Regions from separate parts of the Mus musculus genome. Here region 2 is linked to region 1. The links are chromatin contacts, called in public promoter capture Hi-C maps. All regions are on one chromosome and are shown on one strand. The core of a region is the stretch at or near the end of the contact, and the rest is flanking DNA. Distances in the headings are between cores, read along the strand shown.

Region 1 (2,632 bases), core at 39-2,538:
TGACACTCTCAACCCCCTCTTCACTCATCCCTTAACATCCGCAACACAGCTGTATTGCTGGTGCGAGAGAACATGAACTCGACTGGAGCTACACAGGAGTAGCTGAGAGACATCTGCCTGTTGGCAAAGCAGAACAAAATTTGCTTCCATTGCAAAAAGTTGGTCAAAAAGTGAAGCCAAGAAAGAAAACTAAGCTAAGCAATGAAAGGGATGGTTTAGGATTTAAAGTAATATGCCTTGGGTTCTTAATTCAGACACTAAGTAATACTTGACAACACTTGGAGGAAGGGTTGTGGAATGTAAATCCCATCAATCCCCAGCCTACGTTCATACTGACTTTACCTTGAGTGCTTCCCTAATTTGAGAAGACCCATAGATAGGTTTTCCATGGAAACAGACTCACAAGGAAAGATTCTACTAATGAATTTCCTGACGGATGCTTTCCCTTAGACCCAATCAGCTCTTCCTACATCTAAGCTGAGGCTGAATCCTTAACCGAAGTCTTCAGGATGTAAGAACTAAGGACCTCTGGCTGGAGGAGGGAGAGCACAAGCCACTTGCCTTCCCTGGGCCTCCAGAACCTCGACGACGTCTAAGATACCTAAGAACCACAGCGACCACATCGTTCATCAGGCATTCTGCAGAATGCCTGATCACTCTTATAGAGAGAATAAGACATCCCCGAGTGTGCTGCTCTCAAAAGCCAGCATCCCAATCTTCTCAGCAGGGAAAACAGCTGCTACTTCACCAGAGCTTAAAATAGGAGGTAAAGGGGGGACATTAAGCGGCTCTGGAGAAACTCATCGCACTGCTAGTTCCCCCCACCCCCCGCGTGCTTCAGTGAATCTCGGATGACGGAGGTTACGCGAAACCAAAGCGGTCAGGACCAATTCCAGGGCCTCCGCAGAGCCACCCGGACCTTCGGATTTCAGGACAGTGGGGAAGGAAGCAGGCGAGTGCTGGAAACTGTCTGGAGAGCGGCAGGAAGGGCCGCGGGGCCCCGGCCTCCGCCCCGGAGCAGGAGGCCGCCAAAGTCACCTGTGAAGGAGTCGGGGTAGATGGACTCCAGAGCCTCCAACTCGTTGCGTTGTTCCTCGCCGTAATCTGTCATCGTGGCCCGCGTTGTTGCCCGTGCATCGGCGCGACTCCCTGGCGGCGGGCTGCAGCGGACACCGCGGCCGCCGGCTGCCGGGCGGGCGCACGCGCAGAGTCGGAGTGGAAAGGCCTGGAGCCACGCCTGGCACGGATTGCTGAGAAACAGCCCCGGCTCCGCGGGCCGCCCGATCCCCGCGTCGGAGTTCGACTCATCGCGCCTGGAATGCCGGCCGCCGATTCGCTGCCTGTCTGCGACGGCTCGGGATTGGCTGGGGGGTGACCGCAGCCCGCCCGGCGTTCGGGAAGGACAGCTACTGCCCGCTGCTGGGCTTTGCTGGCTTCTGATGGAGACGCCTGGCAGAGAGGCATCGCCATTCTGCGCTCGATGTGTCTGGTCTGAGTCTCGCGCAGGGCGTGGTAGTGGCGCCGAGGGCGGGGCGCGGAGGTCCAAGGGCTTCCGCTTTTCCGCGTTCCTAAACCACGTTTGTCGCCCAGAGCAGCCTGTGGGCGACAGCCAGCCCGGCTTCTTGGAACTTTCAATGGCCTGATCTGTGCAGACTCCTGGAAGCCGAGCTGGGACTTGGGGTCGGGGTTCGTCCAGAGGTCTGTCCCAGGAGGAACCCGGGAGGAAGGCTGAAAGTCGAACCAGAGGTTCTTGCACCTCACTTTAAAGTTGTGAAATAAGTGAGGCGGAAAAATTGACCTAAAGACTTGTTCAGTTGTTATTTCAGCGAACAGATAAAGGGGCGGATCTTAGTGACAGATTTGACTTTGCCAAAACTACAATAAGATACCGGAAAATAATACCTTTGATTTAGCTCTACTTCTGCTGATAGATTTGACAGCTTCAAGTCTATCACTACAACCAAAATGTCAAATGCCGTAACGGCAAAACTAAGAAAACAGATAAATATGTCTTCTTTTTTAATGAACACTAAATAGTTACTTGGTTTATATTTGTTTATAATAAAGGAACACGTACTAGCCTAAACAAAATGTGGGGAAATGTACCTCGGGAAGAATACCCCAAACATACTAAAAATGTTTCCCCAAATTTCTCTACCTTCCTTGTGTATTAAAGCTGGCTTTACTTGTATTATGCAGGTTCCATAGATGGGCTTTTTTGGCTTTGGCTTTGTGGTGATTGTTGCTGTTGCTTGCTTGTATCTTGCTTACTAGCCAGGATTGCCAGAACTCGTGTTACCCCTACCCTGGCCTCAGTGGTGCTGAGATTGTAGGTGTGAGCCACAGTGCTCCAGTTACACAGAAAGAGTTTTTTGTTTTGTGTTTAATTAGCAAGTATTCCTTACTTACAGTAAAGGAAATGCATTATGTCAAAAGTATTATGGTTTCTTGTTTTAAATAGATTAAGGGTTGCTTTTTGCCTTCTTTTAAACTTTAAAGGGGAGAAAAGGAAACTTCTGAGATGAGGTAGCATTTCAGATATAAGCTGCATATTTGTTTATTCAAAGGAATTCCGATGATTAGTTACCAGAATAGACTTCTAGGAACAGCTGCTTTAAAGTTCTGAAGGAGA
Region 2 (2,632 bases), core at 92-2,591, 4.7 Mb before region 1:
ATACAGATCATTTATTGTTATGTTCTACGCATTCAACTTCTATGACAATACGTGCCTTTCAATGCCCAAGCTCCAGGTGCACATCTAGTTTGCAAAAGAACACACACACACACACACACACATACACAGATAAAATGTAGTTGTCAGAATGCGTGTGCTAACTTACAGTGGGGAAACATCTTACCTAATTATAGAGGACGGTTCCATTTCCACATCCTCAAAAACAATGTCACATAGCCCTTTCTCTTTAAAAAAAAAAAAAAAAAAAAGTCCAGAAAATAAGACAGTGACAACAATGGGGATCCCGTGCGCTCTCAGATGGGGTGGAGGGTTAAGGAGAAAACTCCACATCCAGCAAGCAGAACAAAGCGACTGCCGGAGCTCTCAAGATGCACCCGGCTTGGGAGGCCCAACTGGTATCCCGACACCTCAGGCTGGTTTCGGGTTTGGGGAGCCATCAAAACAAGAACGCTCGGCGGCTTCCGCCAGCGCGAGGAGGAGGGGACGACTCCGGGCACTGGGCAAGACCCAGAGGCACAGCCGCGGCGGCGGCGGCGGCGGCAGGGCAGGCGGAAGATAGCATGCAGCCCGTGGCCGACTGAGGCCCGGTCGAGCCCGCTGGAGCTGCCCGCAGCCTGGCCTGCCTGCGCAGTAATGGCCGGGGCCGCGCCCGTCACAGTCCGGGCTGCGCCAGCTCGGCCTCCCTCCGCGCGCCCGTCCGGGCCGCGCTGGCCAAGGGCGTCCCCGTCCTACCGGCCCCCGACCCGCCGCCGCCCGCCGCGGACTCCGAGCGCCGCCTCGCAGCCAACGAAGCCGCAGTGCCCCGCCGAGGCCCGCAGCCCACGGCCCCCCGCGCTCCTCACCGGTCCGGCCCGGAGCCCACCTCTCGGCCGCCGCCGCAGCCACCTCGCAGTCTTTTCTCCTCCGCTTCGGAGCCCGCAGCGGACGGGGACGCGCGCGGCCGTCACGTGACCGCCCGGCGCTCAAGGGGCGGGGCCGCGCCGGCGGAAGCCACGCCCCCTCACCGTGATCCCGCGCGCGGCGGCCCTGGCTGGCGGTCCCCACGCTGGCTGCTGCTCTTCTCTGTCCCTTGCTGCGACCGGGCTGCTCCTTGTCCCTGTTCCGGTCCTCCCTCACCCTCTGCGTGGCGCATCTTGTGGCCTCCTGGTTCTGAACTGGTGGAGGTCCATCTAGGTGGCTTGTGGGAGGAAGCTAGACCTTCAGTACCAGGAAGAAGAGCCTTTCCAAAACTCAGCCTTGGGTCAAGTCCTATGTTTCCTTTGGCCGTGCCCTTGGAGAGACTACCGCTTGTTCCTTATACAAAAAAGGCACAAGAAAAGTCACGGCGTGGACTGGATGGTCCCCGAGATGCTCCAATTTATTCACCTCACAAATGGCCAGATATGTAATGGGAGAGGGGGTGTGCTGGGGTGTCTTTTAAACCCTAACAGCATAGGAAGCTAGAAGAAGAAATCGTCCCGCGAATCTAGAATAAATTTCATGGGTTAGTTTTATGGCAAGCATATGGTGTTACACATCAAAATCTAGTCCTTGTTCATTTTAACCGGCACATGATCTTTTTCAGAACAGTTTTCTCTACTTGAAGTTGCACAAAATGGACCAGAGAACCTTTTCACCTTTGAAAGTATTTCCGCATTCTGTAACTGTTTGCATTGTGCTTGCAACAATGTTGCATTTTGAGGTTACATCCACTGTTTGAATTCAGGACTGAAAAATGTACTGTGCACCTATTTATAGGGTTTCAAGGCCACTGATCCAAAGGAAGAGCTCATCTGCTTAACATTAATAGCTGTAAATCCAGAGCATGGGTTCGGGTTATTCATTCAGTTGTTATAGGAAATATTATATGAACTTTTATAGCCTGAAGAGAAAAGGTTGTACATCAATGTACGTTGAAAGGGATAAGACATTGAATAGGTGAGTCGATGTGAGCAAGCATGTGGGTCTATTTCATAGGCTTCAGATGTTAAAATATTCTTAATTTCAAAGGGATCTAGCGGTAGGAGGCTGATTCACCTTACTTGAGGATCTGGGTTCAATCCCTAGTACCATTGAGGGAAGGGGTTGGGGGGATTAAAAATGTTGATGGAAGCTACTGGCTAGCTAGGTTTCAACAGTGCATACCAAACAGTAACAAAGATGTTAGGCCAGAAGATACAGGAATTTGTAGCAAATGGTTACTGTGGCAACTATGGGCTATGGGGGAGGAGGGACACAAATATATGTTCTTGTATGCAGCATTCTCCTGGACCACTGTTAGAAAGTTTAGCCAGCCATTCAGTCCACAGGATCTTCCACACAATTGTGGCTTCTTTAGGGAAACAGGTACACTGTGTGTAAATGTCTCTTGGTATCAGCTATTTCAATACATTTTCTTCTAAGTAATACTATTTTTATAACTTTAATTAATGTACAGATATTGAGAAACATGCCATCTTAGCTTAGTTCCCTATCATGTCATTTTATTTTTAATTCCAGTGGTATACAATATATGTATATAATAGTAGCAAAGTAATAGCAAAATTTTGACCTGTTCTTCAAGATTCAAGTTTGAAGAAACAATAGCAGTAATACCAATACAATATTCTGAGAGGGCTCATCTACTCCCTAC

Evidence for each region. Promoter capture Hi-C pulls out the DNA fragments that hold promoters and counts their contacts.
Region 2: a promoter capture Hi-C map of pre-B cells shows a contact between it and region 1. The contact joins the promoter of Rnf146 here to the promoter of Rwdd1 in region 1. A contact is called at or near these places in 1 of 39 promoter capture datasets (pre-B cells) and 1 of 484 Hi-C or Micro-C datasets (CD4 T cells).

What each region holds. Positions count from the first base shown.
Region 1 is chr10:34,018,328-34,020,959 of GRCm38.p6, forward strand. It overlaps Rwdd1 (RWD domain containing 1), which reads right to left and starts at 1,289. Exons shown (of 7, transcript NM_025614.3): 1 at 1,039-1,289. The coding sequence starts at 1,111.
Region 2 is chr10:29,361,101-29,363,732 of GRCm38.p6, forward strand. Rnf146 (ring finger protein 146) reads right to left here and starts at 1,342. Exons shown (of 4, transcript NM_001110197.1): 1 at 864-1,342; 2 at 185-245. It overlaps Gm30698 (verprolin-like), which reads left to right and starts at 296. Exons shown (of 2, transcript XM_030245425.1): 1 at 296-569; 2 at 604-1,523. The coding sequence starts at 296. The coding sequence ends at 1,409.